Linked DNA regions of Vulpes vulpes: region 2 is linked to region 1. A link is a contact called in public Hi-C data. All regions are on one chromosome and are shown on one strand. The core of a region is the stretch at or near the end of the contact, and the rest is flanking DNA. Distances in the headings are between cores, read along the strand shown.

Region 1 (5,837 bases), core at 182-2,681:
AAGATTATTGGTTGATAGAATGAATAGGCTGGGAACGCCTGGGTGGCTCGGGTTGGGTGCCTGCCTTTGGCTCAGATCGTGATCCTGGGATCCGGGATCGAATCCTACATTGGACTCCTTGTGAGGAGCCAGCTTCTCGCTACGCCTATGTCTCTGCCTCTCTCTCTCTCTCTTTCTCTCTCTCTCTCTCTCTCTCTGTGTGTCTCTCATGAATAAATAAAGCTAAAAAAAAAAAAAAAAAAAGAATGAATAGGCTGTTGAGTCACCCTTGAGCTTCCATGGTGGGCCTGAGGCAGCAAACCAATGTTAAGAGGCACGGGGACTGGATACAACCCTTAGAGTCCAGCCAAAGATTTAGAAACCAGTGTCTTCCCACGCTGCCTGAGATACGGCTCCAAGTCAGGAGATCTGATTTGTAGTTCGATGTCACCTCGCCCTGGAAAGACCAACTGTCAAGACCATTATTAACCTTTGCAGTGCTTATTTCTTATGGCAGATGATGGAAGCTGTGAATGCCGACCCATTTCACTTTGTCAGCCTGTGAGAAGCAGGAATGAGTTGTCATATTTTGAAATACTGAGAAAAGATGAGGCAGGGCATAATGAAACACAAGCTGGATTTGGACCAAATACTGCTGCGAACCTGTGTGTGACAGGGGGGCAAGTCACGTAAATCCTAACTGGCTTCCTCATTTGTAAGCCGAGCTTTCACGTCCCCAGTGCCCTAAACGGGTAGGGGTGAGGCGTGTTGGAGTGGCACGGGGCGGGGGGGGGGGGGGGGGGCTTCCACAGCGCCCCCTCTGCACACGGCGAGGAGGTGAGAGGGCGAGTGTCCTAGCTGTCGGTTTCTAAACCCTGGTCTGGGCTTCTCTGGCCAAACTCTCTTATTTATAGAAGAAAAAAAAAGCTCAGAGACAGAGGGACTTCTCCAGGGTCACACGAGACAACGGTCACAAGCCGACCCGGGGGCCTCGCGGTCTGAGGAATCTCGCGCAGTCTGAGATCAAGCGCGAGGCGTGCATTGGAGCAGCAGCCAGCACTGGCGGACCTGCCACCCAGCTACCTCTGAGCCGCCGAGGACTGCCGCCTAGCGGTCACTTTTGGCCACGCGAGGACAGCGTAGTGAAAACGACTAGGTCCTGCGGCGTCTGGAAGCCAATACTTTCTCCGTTTGCTCAGCAAACTTCTTCTTGCTATTGGCCCTCTCTAACTGTCGGTCAGTCACTTGCCTCGTTTCTATTGGCTTAACTCCAAACATTCCGCACAATCTACGAATCACGCGCCCCATTTCCACGAGCATTTTTACGTCATTAGATTTCCCCGTCGAGCTGACGAATTTAGTGAGTTCTTCCATTCTATTGGCTGGATGTGGCTCTTCCTCCTGCACTTCCTGTTCGGAACGGAAGTGAGGGATCACTATTCCTATTGGCTCAGATTTGCAAGCGGCGATTGTCTATCAAGTCTATAACGCCAAGTTAGCTCTCAGAAAGTACCGCCCCGGAAGAGGCGGGCTTTGTGGAGATGGCGGCCCCCGAGAGTTCTGTGAGTTTGCTTCTTTGCGTTGCTATTGTGGCCTCTTCCTATACCTTCAGCGGCTCTGGGCAAATTGTTGGCGCAAGGGAAGGGGGCTGATGAAAGGAAGTAACCACCTTGGCACAGCAGGGTGAGAGCAGCAGTAGGGGGACGGAGCTGAAGCTACCGCTCTTCCTAGAAACCCGGACGACTGGCCGGCTGTGAAGCGAGGCTGCATGTGGAGTGGAGTGGGAATGTCGGAAGTGTGAGGTGTCTGAGGGAAACAGGAGGGTTTTCCACCCCACAGCCCATTCCTCTCATAATTCTGACAAAAGGGCCTTTCTTAATTCTCCATCTTTCTCTCACAGGAGATGCTGGAGGCAGACCTGCCAAGTGCCGTCACACTTTTGAAAAACCTTCAGGAGCAGGTGAGTCATGTCACCCCTTTGGGACGGTTTAATGACGGATTGGCTTTGATTTTGTGTGCTTCACCTCTAAACTTTGGTCGTATGAGGGCATGTATTGAATGGTACCAAATACCATGAGAGCCAGGTGACTTAATGAAAACCTTCTCAGGCTAGAATTCAAAGTAATTGATTCCTGCATCCAAAGCAATACAGAAAACTCCAAAAAGAAGTCATCTGGATGAATTTCCTCTATTCTTATAGCTAAGGAAACCTATGCTGGGAAAAGTGGTATGATTTGCCCCTTGGGTACCCAAGTGTACTGGTTGAAACCTCAACCTGTACAGGGACGTCTGGGTGGTTCAGTGGTTGAGCATTTGCCTTTGGCTGGGGGTGTTATCCCGGAGTTCCGGGATTGGGTCCTGCATCCGGCTCCCTGCGGGGAGCTTGCTTCGCCCTCTACCAATGTCTCTCCCTCTCTCTCTGTGTCTCTCATGAATAAATAAATAAAATCTAAAAAAAAAAAAAAAAAAAAACTCAAACAGTACAGATAAAGGTACATAAGGTAGTTCACCCCACCACCATCACTGTCCCAGTTCCCATCCCCTCCCCATAGTCTGGTAAGATAGTTTCTGTATCCTTAAGAAGAGGTGGAACTTTTTTATACTTTTTTGCTACAGTATCAAAAATCATCTATCCTATCCTTTCACAGAACTGAAAAGAAGGTAGTCCTGCATTTTAGGCAATGTCTCTGGTAATTTTTAGGTGTCATTGTTTAGCTTTTGCCCTTCTTAAGTCAAAAAGATGACTGAGCATATTCTCATCAGTTGTTTTATTTGGATAATTTCAGGTGATGGCTGTAACTGCACAAATACAAGCTCTGATAAAAAAAGTTCAAGCTAGAGCCTATCCTACAGAGAAGGTAAGACATACGTGAAGAGTCGGCATCCCTTGACTTGTCTCAACAGTTCCTTCATCATAGGTTTATTGAGTGTCTTGTGGGTTCTAAGTGCTGGAGCTTCAAAGATGAATAAGACCCATTTTCTGTACTGAAGTCTAGTGGAAAAGACCAATCAAAGCAATAGGTATAAGCAATAGCAGTCACTTCATAGAGTTCTCCTGAGTGCTGTGCAAGCCAAGGAGAGGGATTAAATAATTGCCAGAGGAACAGAGGAAGTCAGGAAAGGCTTCTCAGAGTCTAGGGGGACAGAAAGAAACAGCATGTATGAAGGCACAGAGACCTGAAAGCATGGTGATATACCAGGAAAGGAGGTCATTTAGTGTGATTGGATGTACAATGTGTTGGGGACGGGATAGGAAATAAGACTAGAAAAGTAATCACTGTGAAGAGCTTCATAGGCCAACTATAGTATTTCTTCTAAGATTGGGTTAATTGGGGACATACCACTTATTTTGTGTACTAAAAAAAATGCCTGTTAATCCATGGCATAACATTAAGGTACCATTGATTAAAAGATACATCTTGACTTTAGAGATGAATGAAAACGATGTGTGTATTAAAATTGAAATATGGGGATCCCTGGGTGGCACAGCAGTTTACCACCTGCCTTTGGCCCACGGTGCTATACTGGAGACCTGAGATCGAATCCCACGTCGGGCTCCCGGTGCATGGAGCCTGCTTCTCCCTCTGCCTATGTCTCTGCCTCTCTCTTTCTCTCTCTCTCTGTGACTATCATAAATAAATAAAAATTAAAAAAAATAAAAAATAAAATTGAAATATGGGGGCAGCCCTGGTGGCGCAGCGGTTTGGCGCCGCCTGCAGCCTGGGGTGTGATCCTGGAGACCTGGGATCAAGTCCCACATCGGGCTCCCTGCATGGAGCCTGCTTTTCCCTCTGCCTGTGTCTCTGCCTCTCTCTCTGTGTCTATGAATAAATAAATAAAATCTTTAAAAAAATAAAGAGACCTAAAAAAAATTGAAATATGGTGATTTTTTTTTCTTTTTCTTTTTTTTTTTTTTTTTTAAGATTTTATTTATTCACGACAGACACAGAGAGGGAGGCAGAGACATAGGCAAAGGGAGAATGAGGCTCCCCACAGGGAGCCGGATGTGGGACTTGATCCCTTGACCTGGAATCATGTCCTGAGCCAAAGGCAGATGGTCAACGACTGACCCACCCAGGCATCCCAAGATATGGTGGTTTCCAAATTAAGGTCTTGTAGAACCTTCTTAGGGATCATTGGATATGGAGCAGTGTAGAAGGAGGGCCCTGGGTCCTCCTGAAACCAAATGAAAAAAGGTCCTTGAACTAGAAAACTGGTGTTACCTGTTTTATATATTAAGCTTTGTCCTAAGTTATTATTTAAGCGAAATACTCCAAAGGTCAACAAAAGTATGAAAATCATTTTAGTAGCTGAGTAAGAATCATTGAAGGTCAAGTTTGTTTTGTTTTGTTTTTTGTTTTTTCCCTTAAGTAGGCTTAGGGAAAGCTGGGCTTAGACTCATGACCGTGAGATCGACTTGACCTGAAATCAAGAGTCAGACACTTCACCAGCTGAGCCATCCAGGTGCCCCTGAAGGATTTTTAAATATGGAATTTATGATAGATTTGTGCTTTAGAAGGATAGCTAATAGAATTTTTTTTCAGGGCACCTGGGTGGCTCAGTGATTGAGCGTTTGCCTTTGGCTCAGGTCGTGATCTTAGTGTACTGGGATCAAGTCCTGCATCGTGCTCCCTGTAGGGAGCCTGCTTCTCCCTCTGCCTCTCTTTGTGTCTCTCATGAATAATAAATAAATCTGTAAAAAAAATTTTTTTTCTTTTAAAGATTTTATTCTTAAGTAATCTCTATATCCAACGTGAGGCTTGAACTCACAACCCTGAGATCAAGAGTTGCATGCTCCACTGACTGAGCCCGCCAGGCACTCCTATAGCTAATAGAATTTTTAATATATTCTCTTTTTTGCCTTTTCTTCTCATGCAGTTTTGTTCTTCCCTATGTTTATTTTTTCTAATTTTTTTATCTTTGTGTTTTTGTTTTTTTCTCATATGCTTATAATTCACTTTGAACTTTGATAGTGTCTAAGCTTGTCAGAAGAACCTGCTTCTCAAATTCTTGACTGGTTCTGGGCTGCCAACATGTATATTAGATCACTTATAGGGGTGTGCCTGGTTGGCTCAAGAAGAGCATGTGACATATTACCAAAAAAAAAAAAAAACCCCAACAACAACAAAAAATACCTTTTTAAATCACTGTGTATTTGTTTATTCATTGAACAGATATTTAGTAATTTATCTTTCAGGACCAGAACCTTAATAGGTGTTTTACGGGTTACAGAGTACTTTCATATGATCTTATTTAAGCCTCATAATTACTCTTTGGGGCAGGAAGGAAATACTGTATATGTTACAGATGAAGGGACTGAGGCCATAAGGTTAAGTGACTTACCCATTATTTGACTACCAAACGCCTGATTCAAAACTTAAACGCGAGCAGCCCCGGTGGCTCAGCGGTTTAGCGCCCCCTGCAGCCTGAGGTGTGATCCTGGAGACCCGGGATCCAGTCCCACATCCGGACTCCCTGCATGGGGCCTGCTTCTCCCTCTGCCTCTCTCTCCCCCACACACACACCCCGTGTGTCTCTATGAATAAATAAATAAAATCTTTAAAAAACAAAACAAAACTTAAACGCAATCTGTCTTTAAAATCTTTGCTTCTCTTCCTGTTATCACACTAGTGCTTATCTTGATCAAGAGCTTTGCATGTTGGTTTAAAGATATTTAGGGCTTAGGTGTTGGAGTCAAACTGGGTTTGAATTTCAGCTGTACTCCTAATACTCTGTAATCTTAAGCAGAGTATTTAGCCTGTCTGAAATAGGTCTTCCCAGGGCTGTGGACTTTTTCAGTTCCATTTTATGTCATCACAAAGACTTTTTTTTTTTTTAACAGCTGTATCTTAAGTTGG
Region 2 (5,783 bases), core at 2,866-5,365, 150 kb before region 1:
ACAAGTGGATCTAATGAACCAAAGGTAAATCCGATCCTAAAGTCTATACAGCTCGAAGAGAACCTTAAGAGGGTAAATGGAGGCAGCATGGCACAGTAGGTAGAAATATGATTCTTGAGTAAGGCCAACCTGCAGTTTGAATCCCATCTCTGCCACTTACCAGCTATGTGATCTTGGGTAAGTTCCTGAATTTAAATGAGCTTTAGTTTCTTCATGTGTAAAAAATGCACACAGTGCTGTCTGGTAAAGTTACATATTTTTACCAAGTACCTACTATATGCTAGGTGTCATGTGTAGGCAAGAGCTAAAGCAGCTGTTGGGGTGGAGGTCTGGGGTGAGGCAGAGTTGAGATCAGTTGCAGCTCTAACTCTTCCTAGAGTCCTGCCAGTCCTTGGACAAATTATTTAACCTCACTAAGCCTTAGTTTCCTATTAGAAAAGAAAGGCAGTCAAAACAGCACCTTCCTCACAAGTTTATGGCCAAAAGAAAAAAATGCAGTTGACATGATGCCTAGAACAAAGTAAAGGCTCAATAAAGCACAGCTTTTCTCATTACTTCAGCCTCACAGGGTGATTCTGATATAAGGGAATGCTCCTCCTAGACAAGGAGGGAAGTGAAACAAAGGCTACATTCTTTATTTTTATTTATTTATTTTTTTTTTTTACATTCTTTAAAATCATGGTTTTCAATCTGTTTTTGCAGGGTCCTAATTCTAATGAGCAGTGGAGGAAACGAGGATATCCATGATTTTATGCTTTTTATATTTTGGGAGTTGGAAATAATTCCAGAATGGATTATGCTGTTAAAAGGAAAAAAAAAAAAAAAAAAAAAAGGATGAAAATCACAGCTTTAGAATTGAATCCATAATTTGGACATAAATCCTTTTTGATTGCCAGATGAATTGCCAATGTAGTAGTAGCTCTACTTTTAGTCTCCAGGTTTATCCCAGACACAGCTGAGTGGCCTGTGAGCAATTGTTTACACAGCCAGGTGCTAAGCCACCATTTAGACACTGTGGCCCGTTAAGACCACCACCAAACCTAAGGTGGAGAATACTTTATGATTGCAACACTTGACATCTACTTAACCTTATTTGTGTCCTTTTTTTTAAGGACACAATTACACTTTAGATAAGAGAAAACTGTACCATAAGGAATAAAGCAGTCCAGTGTAAGGATGAAGACTGCTGGACAGGAAATAAGGCAGGCACAGCTATAAGCCTTACAAGGAAGCATTTTGCTTTCGTTCATGTGGTGTGCTATCCTCCAGATTCCCATGGTATCAGTTTGATGTTTCAGTATAATATACAGTAATGCAAATACCAAATTTGGTGTACTGTATGCATCCAGTTTGCTAATTACACAAAACAAATTGCGGAAGATTTCCTGATATAGAATGGTGACTTAAATCAAGGCACAGCTGTATAGCTACCTGGTACCTCCCTGGAAGAATCTGCCTTTGACATAGGAAGAAACTACAACCAGAGTGTGGCTCATGAGAACTATAACGAGGGTAGACCTCACAGTAGTCAAAACCACAGTGAAGACACTATGGTGTCTTGTGTTCTTGCACCTCCAGCTGGAAGGGGAAGAAAAAGAAGGGAATCAAAACTGGGGAAATAAGGAATCCTATGGGCAGAGATGATAGTGATGGTGGGATTATCAATTCGGAATAATTACTAAATTTGTACCCTTATTAAATATGCTGGATATGCCCTACTGCTACATCAAGCAGCTAATAAAAAATATGAGAAAAACATATATATATAGAGAGAGAATAACAACACCCTTCTTTCCCTTTGGGCTTTCCATACCCATGGACAGGCAGCAGAAAAGAATGGGCTACCTTAAACTTCCAGTCTAGGTGTCCATACAAGTCTAGGAAAAGAGGTGTTCACAACTTTAGGCTTGAGCCTAAACTTATGGTTAAAGCAGAAGACAGTTCAAATGAAAAACTAATGATCCTGCAAAGTTACCCTCTATCTTTATTCAAAGAATTGAAATACTCTCTGAAATGTGTTTTGGTGATAGTTTTAAGGACCTTAGAGAATTTTTAGTGGTATTCAACTTATGTGCTTCTCAACTTTTTGGATCATGAACCTCTTTGAGAATCAGATAAAGGTATGGACTCTCCCTCAGAAAGTTATGACTACCCCCCCCCATAAACATCCAAACTCACACATTATATATATAATCTCAGAAGCCCCAGTTAAGAACCTCTGAATTATGTCCTCCCAACTTAATAAAAAAAAAAAAAAAAAAAAAGCCGTTTTTTTATGGTATGTTTTAGAAAAGCAGTTTTCTATGGTAACTGCTTAAAGAGGAAATACAGCTTGATGTGAATGAATCGAAAGAGTGGATGGAAGACTCGAGAATCTAGAAGGTACTGGGTATTGGTGATATTAATTGGAGAGAGTGGAAGGGAGAGGTGTTCAACTGGGCCAGGAGCCTGGCTTAACTGACCCACTGGATTATATGACCAACACCTTACAGTGAACTGCATACTAGAGGCTGGTGGCCTATTCTCTAGTGTGCCAAAACCATCTTTCTTCAGCTGCCCTGTGTGCTTGGACCAGTTGTGTGTGATTCCCAAAATATGTTTATGCCCATATTTTTTTATTCATATAATAATGTCATTAAATAGCACAAAAACCTATGAAAAATTAGTGCACTAAAAGTTGTTTCTATGAAAACAAAGGCAAATGTTTTGGAAAGACAATACAAAGGAGTGTACAATTGTTGAGTTGGGAGTAGTAGGCAACTATAAAAGACTGGAAGGGCAGGGGACTTAAAAATCTCAAAAGTTTTCTGCATTCAGATTGCTTCAAAAGTGTTCAAATTTTCACTGCATTAAAAAGAACCCCAAACCTAGAAATCATAGATGAGAGGTGGTGACACATCAGAATTACCTGGGAAACGTAAACCAGGGAACCCTCCTCATTTTGACTTAGTCTGGACTGGGGCCCAGGCATCAGTACTTTAAAAGGTTCTCAGGGTGCCAACAGATTTGAGATTTGCTTGTGTAGTTTATACTAGAAGGCAATTGGGAACTCCAATCATCAGACTTACACAAAGAAAACGCCTGGACACTACCCCAAAAGATTGGTGAAATGAACATACTTTTAATGACAACGATTAAAGATATGTATGAATCATTAAAAAAAATTCCCAAGTCTAACTGGCTTTTTTTGTTTTTTTCGATCATTGCCATTTACCTGTTCTAATCCTATAATATAAAAGAGCTTCAAATGTATGGTGAGGAGGTTCATATGTAAAAGATCTGATCTGGGCCCACATTACCAAACACGTCTCGGCTTGAGTCTTCTTTCAGTTTAGAAGTCTCAGATTAGGACGCAAAAGCAGGAACCTCTGAGGATTCGAGTTCTCACTTTCCCGGTTTGTTTGGAGTATGGCTGGGTAGGGGGTCGGAAAGGGCAGTTTCTCCCAAACCTTTCATTCCCAAAGACCACTGCTCCCCAGAAGTAAGGCCAGATTTCTGTACGTGTGTTGAGGTCGCCAGAAGATAGTCGTGGGGGGAGGAGAGGCCTGGGAAGGAAACATTTCTCCTATCCTCCATTTCGCAGGCAGTCTACAAGGCTCCAAACTGGGTCAGAGAACAAAAAGTTGCTGCACTTGGGGCGATGAGCCCCAGGGAGCAGACGAATTTCAATCCTCCCCTCGCGGAGGGCGTCCCGACCCAGCCTTCTCCTCCCTACACACCCACTCACCCTCCCCCAGTTACAACAGGGAACCGAAAAGTCCAGAGGAGAAAGGAGAGAGAACCGGGCGACTTCGAGCCTAGAATTCTCCTCCCCCCATGAGCCTGGGGACGGGGCTCCGGAGGTCGGAGATCACACAGGGGCTGGGAGGGGAAGTCGAAGGGGCTGGGGATCACTCACCGCGGTCCGGCCCGGGCGGCGGCTCCCAGCCTCGCACCATGGGCCGGGGGGAAAGGGGGAGAAAGGGCAGGGGGCCTCCGGGGTGGGAATGGGGTTCCCGCCCGGTGCGGCCTGCTCCAAGCCCACCCGCGCGGAGGGCCGGGACCGGGACTGCCCCCCCTGTCCCCGAGAGCGCGCCCGTCTAGCCCAACCCTGCTCGAGCGAGTCGGAGGCGGGGCGGCTGGGTGGGGCGGGCTCCGGGGCGGTGCCAAGGTGGCCCGAGTCCCGATTGGTGCAGGCGGCGGGCGGGCACCGCCGGGTGCACTGGGGCGGCCATTGGCTGCGTGAATCTCGGCTGAAGTCGGTTATTGGCTGCGTGGGCCCCAGCTGGGGTGGCGATTGGCTGCTGGGGGCAGGGAAGATGTCCCCCGGGGCCAGGGCTGCGAACGGTACCCCCGCCGTCGCCCCCGACCCTTACGCGCCGGACCTTCGGAGCGGGCTGAGCGCTGGTCCTCCCGGAGGGGTCCCCCAAGGGGTCCGCCGCAGTTTGTGGAATTGTCCAAGACTCGCTTGCAACTACTGCCCATTCCTTCCTCCCGAAGGAAGACTTTCTCGGCATCTCCTTGCCAGCCTTACGCACAAGCGGGGCCGATCCGCGCCTGCCCAGCCGTCAGCAGCGTCACTGTAAAACGAAGCGCCTAGAGCGAACGGGACCTCGTTCTCCGGATGGATCAGATGTCTTGCCGCCTGAAAGACGAGGATCCGAGGAGCCCGGCCCCTTCGGAACACCGGACAAGTGTTCCCAAAGACTAAGTGCTGGAAGGAGACCCCTAGGCCCCCTCTCTGTCCCAGTGAGGAGGACCTGGAACTCTGACTTGTCTTTAGGAACCTTAGTTTTTGCTGTCAAGAAAGGGCAGTAAAATGGATTTTTCGCCAAAGTCGCCACACACTCTTAAGTTGTGGGCTGAAAGTTTTTATATTTTGGATTCTTAGTCTTCAGACTAAACTTGGGAACAGTCCTTTCTGAAGTGATTCTTTTGTTCTCATGCTGGTCGTCAAAAAAGTCTCTTCTTGCCTATTTCGGTCACTTAATAGTTTACATAACTACGGTAATTTATAAAACAATTTCAGGCGTCGCTCTGTATTCCAGACACCACCTCTCCCCGTATACTCCCTCCAAAATCAACCCCCATTATGGATTCTTTATTCCTCCAATTTAAGGTCTAGAATGCTGTCATAGTTGTCAGACATCAGAAATATGCTTAAGCACTGAGCCCTATTTTATTTATGTTATTATCCCTGTATTTCTCCCTGCACACCTCCTAGCCCCATTACATTCAATAAAAATGTCAACCTTTTAAGAGCCAGGCCCACAATCTCACAACTGTGTATCCAGCAAAAACATCATAAGCATAAACAAGGGAAAGATAAATATGTGGAGGCCGAGAAAATTAAGGCCATTCCACCTCAAGTTTAGCGTTAGCACAAGTACAGCCATCTTAGCTTCGGCAGCCATCTCAGGCCCCTGTGAACAAGAGCTGAACCTTACCCTACTTCAGTTACAGGAAAAACCGCAGAACGCCCTTGACAGAAAGTCCCATATCGGAATGAAAACAGAGCTTAAGAAACTCCCCCACCCTTTCCCCCATATTGGAATGAAGAAATTCCTCCACCCCTTCTGGAGGTCCCCTAGACCAGCCCATAAAAACCCAGCTGGAACCCACCTCAGGGTCCAAGTCCCTGCTCCACTGTGTCGGGTATACTTGGACCCAAGCTCGAGCTTGCAAATAAACCCTCGTGCGCTTGCATCGGTGTCGGCTCCTTGGTGGTTTCTCAGATTCGCAATCTTGGGCACAACATATATACTCAGCTTTAAAGTTAGAAACTTCTGATTCCTCAGGGTTTA

Evidence for each region. Hi-C and Micro-C count contacts between places; a contact is called where the count stands out from the background.
Region 2: a Hi-C map of skeletal muscle shows a contact between it and region 1, with 4 times the contacts expected there. The contact joins the promoter of HOMEZ here to the promoter of NGDN in region 1. A contact is called at or near these places in 2 of 3 Hi-C or Micro-C datasets (both in skeletal muscle).

Annotation. Positions count from the first base shown.
Region 1 is chr6:64,911,947-64,917,783 of VulVul3, forward strand. NGDN (neuroguidin) reads left to right here and starts at 1,432. Exons shown (of 11, transcript XM_026007545.2): 1 at 1,432-1,541; 2 at 1,880-1,939; 3 at 2,766-2,837. The coding sequence starts at 1,521.
Region 2 is chr6:64,755,718-64,761,500 of VulVul3, forward strand. It overlaps HOMEZ (homeobox and leucine zipper encoding), which reads right to left and starts at 4,116. Exons shown (of 2, transcript XM_026007533.2): 1 at 3,899-4,116. The coding sequence starts at 3,938.